2 separate regions of the Danio rerio genome follow, and region 2 is linked to region 1. A link is a contact called in public Hi-C data. All regions are on one chromosome and are shown on one strand. The core of a region is the stretch at or near the end of the contact, and the rest is flanking DNA. Distances in the headings are between cores, read along the strand shown.

Region 1 (4,552 bases), core at 1,432-3,931:
TCCGATCCCTTCTTCTCTGACTCAGAGGTCTTAGACTCGTTCATGTATTTATCAATGAGGTGTAAGGGAACGCCTCGCTTCATCAGCTCAAAGAATGTAAAACCTCCTGGAAGAGGGAAAGATGAGGACAGTCAGAGACATGACACTTAAATGATGACATAAAGAAACACAGAATTGTTCTTTACATGTGTATATGCTGCTGCAAGAGGCATTTAGGCAGGTAAAACACATCTCAAAATATCTGAATGTCCTCACATAACAAAATAACCAACCTAGTAATATTTAAAGAAATGCAAGCCAGTTTTCAAGCAGAATAGTTCACAAAACAACTGATTTTTAAATTAACAAAATATAAAGTATTGCTAATTTTCATGCTAGTTAAGCACATCAACACAAAACTACTTTGCTTAGTTTTTGAAATATGCTGCTGAAGGTTCTGAAAAACATTACATTTTAATTAAAATATGCGTAATACTGTTTGGTAACACTTTTTTAAAGGTGTCTTGCGCAAGTTTTATATTCTTACTATTGTTATTACAATTAATTATGCATAGTTACATGTAACTAACCCTAAACATTCCCAGCAAACTGTATAATAAGTGCATGTTATTAATTAATATTACTCTGTAGTTAAATAAATTGTTACACTATAACAAGGACACAATAAAATAAGCTGTAACCCATTATTTTACAGTGTTCTTCCTACATGTAACAAGTATTTAAAATAATAACCATCCTTTATGCATAATTACAGGCAATAGCCCAGAAACAAATTTGTACCCTACTAATATCAATTGCATGTACAATTACACTATAACCAGAATTTTTGTCATATACAATGTAACCATTCGTGTATATATACATTTGCAAAGTTTAGAACATCTACAAATACATGAACTTGAGCTACTTGACAACTTGAATGTTATATTGAATACAGCAAAGTAAGAGCGCCTCGTTAACACATTTTAAGCAACCTCAAGTAAAGAAAAAAGTGTTTCAAATGTCTTTTGTGCCAACTGCTATTACAATTTTAAATACTGGGTTGTAAATCGGGTTAACTGAGTTTTTAATGTGAGTTATGGGATGATATTGATGTCTACAGTCTGTTGCAATATGGGCCGTGTGGCCCAATGGTAGTGGTGAGATGACATTAATCTGGATTTTTCTGTATGCTGTTGCAGATTCTCAGTTTATGCCAGTTCTTGTGGAATAACTACTTGAGTAAAAACAAAAAGGAGCATACAGTAATACAATAAGTATTTTTGAAACTTTATATTTTTTTTGTGACTATCTTTCAAACCAATTTTGTCAGCAAAAGATTGAATTCAAAATTCAGTATTATCGCTTATTTATTTATTTTTTTTTACATAAATGATTGGATTGGAATGATTATGTGATTGGATATTATTTTACTCATCTTTGACTTTATTTTTGTGAAATATGTATGATGTAAACGATGATGTAGTTGAAGTTAAAGATAAATTTCCACTAGTGGACAATAAAGTAAAACACAACCAAATATTATTTAAACAACAATTTAAATAAATTTCACCTCAATAGTCTCAAACTTAAACTCTCTTTAAGTGGCTTTCAATTTCATAAATATATAATTGGTCTATATATTATTAGCTTTTTTTACACTACAATACACTACAAGTGTGCATGCAATACAAGAAGTGCACTTAATTTTGACAAGGATCAGCTTGATATTTTGTAATGAAATGACATTCAGACAATTATAAGAGCAACTTAAGTATTTCCAAAGAGACAGAAAAGGTATTCACAGACAAAGATAAAGAGAGAGAGAAAGAAAGAGAAGGAAATCTTCTGGGAGTACATAACTATCTTATGTTTTGGCAAATTAAATGCTTAACCATATGAATTTGTACAAAATGTAAGATTCTTAAAAGACAAAAACATGACAAAATCATATTAATGAGACTGTGTGAATTCATATGGAGAAGCCCCTGATTCACCAAAACATAAAACAATTACGGAATGCCATGAAACTGTGTTTAAAAATCAGGATAGTTTGTGAGTGTTTGCCAGGTGCAGTGCAAATGATGAGGCAGTGAGTGCAATCATGTTTGTGCAAGCTTTTTCAGCTATCCAGCCGCTCATAACTCATTTCATCGCTGCATGTCATCTTTTCTTATTGAAGCATGTTGAGCTGTGAAGGCAGTTGGTTGAAAGTGCTCTAAATTAAGCTGCATTATGCAATATGATCACAGTTATAAATATACAAAGCACACAGTGGAAGCATCTGCAGAAGGAGTGTTGCTGGGGCAGAGATGCAAGTCTTGACTTTGTTTTGAATCTGACTCCTTGATCTCAAGATAAATTTTTCATTATTTTGAGTGAAATATAAATTAGTAGTTTCTAAAGTGCCCCTATATGCTTTTTTGAACATCACAGTTAATATAGGGTGTAATATAGCAGATTGGGACGGTCTGCACATTTCCAAAATGCACAATAAATGGAGTTATTGACTCTGATTGAGTGAACCGATTCTGGAAAAGAGTTCTTACTAAGTACAATCTTAAACCACAGATACGGCACTTTAAGCTCCATAAATACACTTTTAGATACACCCATAGACTTTCTGACCAATAGTACACAGGAATATGTCAGATCGAAACCGCAAGCTTGTGTGACACATGTTGCTGTGTTCCAAAGTTCAAGCTTGGTGAACTCTGACATGACATTCGGAAATGTGTAATATGGAGCAAACACTCGTTTTATCATAGTGTCCCATCATCTCGTTTTATCCCACACATTTTCACAGCGCCGTATGACAATATTTCGCAGGCTCAAACTCTAGTGTGACCGCTTTAGCCTCTGTATGTTGGAATAAGGTTGCATAATGCCAGCCTATGGTCTTTAAAGGCTGCCTGCAAAGATTGTCTATCTCAACCATCTTTAAAAACAAGTTGTGGCTAAGGCCATGTTGTCTGTGCTGTAAAAGCTAATTCAAGCATGTGATTGTACTTGTAATTCTAAACACAAGGAAGGACACTTAAGACTTCAGCCTCTATAGTTCACTCACTCCCATCCGGGTCACGGCACCAACATCGATTCCTCTGCCATAAAAGGCAGGCACCTTAAATGGATAATTCACCCACAAAATGAAGATTCTGTCATTATTTACTCACCCTTTACTTGTTTTAACCCTTTATGGGTTTCAGTCTTCTGTTAAACAATAAAGAAGGTATTTTGAAAAATGATATTTTGAAAACCTGTAACCATTTACTTCTATAATATTTGTTTGTCCAACTGGAAGTCAATGGTTACAGGTTTTCTTCAAAATACCTTCTTTATTTTTAAATAGAAGAACCCTCAAGTAAGTAAATGATGAGTGAATTTTAATTGGGTGAACTATCACCTTTCACAAAGACGCTAGACATTAGTCACTAGTGTGCTCTTTAAGGTCGCATTAAACAGATTTAGTTACTTGCATAGCTTTCACTGACTGGTTTTTGGCTCTTTTACATAGTAGTTGGAGCTATATTGCACATACTGTAGCCTATAACAGAACACCTTTGTATTTCCATAGTGTTTGCCTGTTATTTGTGCACTTTCAAAAGATTAGGATTCATGGTGAAACTTGATTTTAAAAGCAATGCCATAATTACATATGACTATTTACAAGTACTAAACAACCCCCCAGTCGAACTTCAGTTAAGGTTATGGGTGTTTGATTTCCAACATGTGCTATAAGCAGTAGACAATCACAAAAGACTGGTTGATTTGACCAATCAGGTCTGCTCTCTGAAAGTAGGGGTTTACATAGATCTTGAATGACCAATTTCAGGCACTGTCAGAAAAGAAGCAGTGTACAATATATTATGAGAAATTTTGCATAAATTTAAACCTATAGTATGAGATATTTAGAATAAATTGGCATAATAAGGGCACTTTAACATCAGAAGGTTTACACTCTAGATTTCAAGTCTGTGCAAACTGTGCAACTACAAAATCAGCCTGTATCTGATTTTACTATGTAACAGCCAAGTAATTCATTCACATTAGTTTTCTGTTTGCTTTGAAATCACTACTTGGCTATTAGAAAGTATTACACAAGTATTCTGGGACTCATCATAGTATGTGTGAGCGTGTTGAATGATGGTATTATATTTTTGGACTATTGACATTCAGAATGCATCATATTATTATTTTATTTTATTACCTACACCAAGATAAATGGTTTTACAATTTTTAAAAAGACTTTTGTGGTATAGCCCATTTGTCACAGCATGCAAAGGATATTTAAGCAAACAAACGCTTGAAGTATCACAACATAAAGTAGCATTTCCATTGAAAAAATGCTTGCAAGCCTAGCATAGCACTTCCATTCTAGAGAAGAAAGAGCCTTAGTTAGATTCTGTTGAGAAAATGCAAAAGTTATTTCACATTATTGCAATATATTAAAGTAAAACATTCTGTCAAAAGCATGCACTATATACATTCTATATGGAGCGAACAGTTTTTCCTTAAACTGAGCTCTTAAAGAATTCTGTAAAACATTCTTGTTTCTTGAATGGAATTGACGAGC
Region 2 (5,018 bases), core at 153-2,652, 76 kb after region 1:
CAGTGTAGTATATCAAGTAGATTTTGTAGTAGATTTTAAGCATGCTTATATTAAATTTAATATTAAATAATAAAATATTTGACATGCAAATTGTTCACTGGTGACAAATGGTCTGCATTTGTTGACATGCATTGGTGTGTCAATAATGACAGATTTTTCGTTTTTGGTTGAGCTGTTCCTTTAAGCTGTTTTCTTACTGTCCCATAGAGCTTTTCTGTGAGATTCCTGCCTGTAGTGCTCCTCTAGAAATTCCAGAATCACCTCCAAATCCGTCTGATAATCCTGCGGACTGTTCTGGTAAGAAGAAATATATATTTTGATCTCACACAAAATAATGATCTACCAAGTATTTGGCTTGCAATGACACAATAGCTGATATACCAGAAAATAAATTTGAAAATGCAACATTTAGAAAAATAATCCTTTGGTGACACTGTAAAAAAATGCTGGGTTTCACACAATGTCTTTATGTTGTCCCAACACAAATCGATTTAGTTACGTTTTTTTTTTATTTATTAAAATATTAAGTACATTTGCTAATTTAAGTGGATTGCACAAAAACAATTAAGTTGTTCCCCAAAAACTCAAGAGTTGTGTTGTTGCAGCTCATTTTAAATAAGTACTTTAAGCAAGCAACAAAAAATCTATATATTTTTAATGCATGTTAAAATATTCCATTTAAGGATCACAGTGCAGCAAAATATTCAGAAATTGTCATTTTAAATCTTTTGTTGTTAAAGAGTTTTTAGTCATTAAAAGTGTGATAAAATTTAGTTTAATCACTTATTTTTTTAAGGACTGGTCGGAATAAGTATGTTGGTTTATTTATTACATGAATATATCAGTTATACTAAAAGGTACCGGAACATTATTTCATCCATATTTTGATATTTTAATTTCACAAAAGTGATGGAAACAGTTTACTTGCACTTGTATAATACATCACTTTTGTAAATGTAATGTGATATGGACACCTTTGACCTTATGCATAATTACACTGTTAAAGTGATTTGTTACTTTTTAATATTATGCTTAGCTGCATTTACTTAACACCTTTAAGGAAATGGATTTGCTCACTTAATTTTTAAAGTAAAGTCGACTAATCACTGTATATATTTACACTTTTTACATGCTCTAAACAACACTAAAGCATATAGCAAGTATGTTGTGAATGACCAATTCTTGTTATCTAAATGTGCAACTACACAACAAGGACACCATAAAAAACGGCAACATAAAACAACAAAACATTGATTCTTACCATATTAGTGTTACAGATGTGATCCTCACTGTAGCTTTTCCTGTTACAAGTGTCAATCTGTTAATGAATAACCAATAACCAATAAGTTAAGGCTAAACTATTACTGTTTATGTGCCATGTGCTTTACAAAGTAAACTGTGCTTGCTCAAATGTTTCAGACTCATTTTATAAGTGAGTGAACGGACCTTTCTACAGTGATCTACGACCATACATAAATAACCAGACTTTTTTTTTTTTTTTTACCCAAAACCACAGCTTCTGTGGGCCCAACCATTCTCACACACACATACACACATCATGATCTTGAACACACATCTCTAACCTCCACCTTTATGGAACCAGTAACCACATCCTCTCCACTTTTAGAGATAACAGCCACCACCAGTTAACAATGACACACAGACAGAACTAAACCCACGCACATTCATTCCTGTTAAATTAATCTAGAGCTCTAAAATCAAGAAAACATGCTCGCAAAACTTCAATCATAAAGTCTGTAAGAGACCTGTGTTTATTGTCCAGTATGGAAATTATTATACAGCCGCACCGCATTAGTGTTTCATTGCTATCTTACAAAGAGGAAGGTGATTTGAGATCGGTTTGTAATACAACACACACAAAGCAGTCACAAACAATCGTATCTCTGTGAAATGAGATGAGCTCGGCCCAGTGTATTTGCAAAGAAATCAGCGTAAATGTTTATACAGCGCACACCGATTACAGTCGAGAGTTTCATAAACAAATGAAAAGGGATTGTTCAAGATAGAGAAGTTTATTTGAGCGATACATGTATGATACTATGTAAACAAGTTGAAAAAGAAGTAGAAGGCTGGCTAGACACAAACAGCAGATTAGAGCATGAATATGATTTTATTGAATAGAAGAAGCTGGATCATTTTTGCAGTTGCCGTTAAACATGGTGATTTTTAAAGACTTTTGAAATCTACAAAGGTGTGAAGTTAAAAACTTTTAACAACTTGAAACCTTTTGTCAAAAGTTATGCGTAAAAATATATATATATATTTTTTTTTGCTGTTTTGTAAAAATAAATGTTATTTGGATCAATATTTTGTGCATAAAACAAACATTAATCTGTTTTCAGTTTCCAGATAATGTTTACACATTGTTGTTCAAAAGTTTGTTGTCAGTAAGGTGTGTTTGTTTTTGTTTGTATATTTATTTATTTATTAAATTAGCTTATCTATTTGTTTGTTTGGGTTTGTTTCATTTATTTGATTTTAGTCGTTTTAGTTTTATATCGAAAAACAATGATAATGTCAATTAATATTCAAATGGTCCTTTAGAAATAATTGTAAACTTTGATTTAAAATATTTCTTCATATTATATTAAGAAGTGTATAAATATTTTAATGGAAATCATGTTAAACCATCTGTTGTTACTTTTTATGAATTGAAAGTTATCTATTTAAATTTGCATATCTAAATATAATATTTTGTACATATCCTTGTACTTGTTAATTTTTTAAAATAAATTATAAACAAAAGTTGACTGGAAGTCATTTTTACCAACAGTGATCAGATTGTATAGTAAATCATACTAGATGAATTATGCAGAATTCTAATAGCATTAGTACTGTAGATATGGACTAATGGACTAGTATCTACTCGTTGTTTGAAACAAAGATGTGCAGTAGGAATTGAATTTTATTAATATAATTGCCTCTTTATACAAGTAATTTATTTTATAGTATGGAGAACTCTGCTGTGACGTGAATTTCCCTTTGGGATTAATTAAGTCTAAACAAGCAAACAAACAAATTAGATTTGTATGTTAGAAATCATTAAAAAAGTCATTATCATTAAGCTATCATTAAATCAATAAGTCTTTACAATAACTTTTGATCAATTTAATGCATCCTTGATGACTCCAAACAGTACCATTTACATGCATGAACTCTTAATACACAGTAGCAAAAACATCTTTTTTCTTCACGTTTACTACGTCATTATTGATTGCAGTGCATCTCCAATCTTTTAAAGGACAGAGATTGTACTCCTGACTATCATTGAGCTGAAACTGCAGTTTTAGGATCCATTGTGAGTACAGTAGCGAGATCATACTCGGTCTGATATGAGTATTGACCATACCAGTAATGGCAGTCCTGTAGAGGAGAACTGTAGTACACATGCTCCGCAGAGCCAGGCTGATGGAGCGGTATTTCTCTGGACGAAGGGCCCGAACTGTAGCCTGACAGTGAGCTCAAGCGCTGCAGTATCGCTGGGTTAAACTGATACGTGAGTTTGCGGCGCACCTTCACGATTTCTCCCGTGCGGCTGTAGTTGCGAAGAGCGCGGGCCATTTTCTGGTAGGTCATGGTTTTGCGGTTGCCTTTGCGCTGACCCCAGCATTCGGCCAGTTTCTCTTTGTTTTTGGAAATGAAATGAAAGACTCCGCTGCCTCGGTCCGTCCACTGGATGGAGTCGCCCATGTTGTCATCGTGAAGAGCTTCGTGCAGATACTCATATAAACGTAGTTTCTTGCGGCCTGATGAGGAAGAGAAATGGACAATGCTTTTAGTACTTCTGTGTAATGAAGAACTCAGCTTTGTTCAGAGTTATGAAGCGTGGAAGTGCTGTACAGTTGGATTCATCGACACACATGAGTAGTTTTATGTTTTTTTATGTTTAACTCTCATAATGCAATTAAAATCTGTATGTTTTTTATTTTTATTCTGAGGTTATATTACAACCATAGGTTGCAAGGTGTTGCTAGGAAGTCAAAATATAAACTAATTAAATAACTTAATTAATAAAATTAACATGTAAAGTTATATATAATATAAAATTGGCTTGATAATGTGTCATTCAATGGATTTTAAGGTTTAAGTTTTGTAACTAAGGCCTAATATATCAGTACTTTCTACAGAATGAATTATTAATGATGGCATGTGGAAAAGCATGTTTTTAGCATCTTAATTTGTTTGTAATCATATTATAAATTCATTGAAAAGCTGTAAACACTCTGATTTAATATATTTATAAACACAGATATGGGCAAAATTGTTGGTACACTTCAATTTAGTTCAGGCCAGTTTGATTAGTTAGTATGCCTAGTTTATGCTTCTTCTGAACCACAATTCGAGAGTATTATCATGTTCAATCATTTAATATCAGTATTTTTTTCAATTATTCAGTACTTATTTTATTAACCATAAGTTATTTATGTGATGACTGTGGGATTTGCTTCCTTCACTGGAGGGCTAACAACAACAATTTTGGCCATGTCTGAAAATTAAAGATATTTACTCCATTTTGTGAAGTGAAACTGATTTAAATTTCTAATGTGTTATTCATGATTGCTCAGCAGCAGTTTGCATTTACTGTATGAAACCTACATATTAATAAAAAATAAAAAAAAGACATGAAAAGTAATATTTTACACTGGAAAGTTATTAAATAAAACATTTAATGTGCATAATAATATTTTATTTAATTTTGCATAATAACAAGATTTTAAAATGGTCATTTATTTTTGTAATAGCTGGATTTTAAGCAGCCATTAGTCTCACACAGTCCTTCAGAAATCATTCCAATACGCTAATATGAAGTATTTATTTTATAATGTTGAACAAATATGTGAATGAAATCCATTTACATTTATCATGCTTTAATAATTTGTTCAAAAGGAACCAGACGCAAGCTGTTTTGATGGTTATATTGGTCACACGTTGCAATAAGGTTTCATTAGTTAATGTATTTAGCAACATAAAATAATTATGATTTCCCAGTGGTAGGT

Evidence for each region. Hi-C and Micro-C count contacts between places; a contact is called where the count stands out from the background.
Region 2: a contact with region 1 is called in a Hi-C map of an unstated tissue, with 2.4 times the contacts expected there. The contact joins the promoter of spi2 here to the enhancer-like site in region 1.

Annotation. Positions count from the first base shown.
Region 1 is chr4:18,317,085-18,321,636 of GRCz12tu, forward strand. It overlaps mybpc1 (myosin binding protein C1), which reads right to left. Exons shown (of 31, transcript NM_001007322.1): 31 at 1-106. Among named protein-coding and RNA genes, the nearest start is that of chpt1, 4.6 kb to the left of the region's middle. Within about 2 kb of position 2,682, at least 4 of the 62 cell types and tissues checked have an H3K27ac peak or open chromatin away from gene starts, as enhancers often do.
Region 2 is chr4:18,394,617-18,399,634 of GRCz12tu, forward strand. spi2 (Spi-2 proto-oncogene) reads right to left here and starts at 1,403. Exons shown (of 5, transcript XM_009300320.5): 1 at 1,262-1,403; 2 at 198-294. The coding sequence starts at 1,264. spic (Spi-C transcription factor (Spi-1/PU.1 related)) reads right to left here. Exons shown (of 5, transcript NM_001004621.2): 5 at 3,115-3,767. The coding sequence ends at 3,286. It also overlaps a transcript of apaf1 not described here.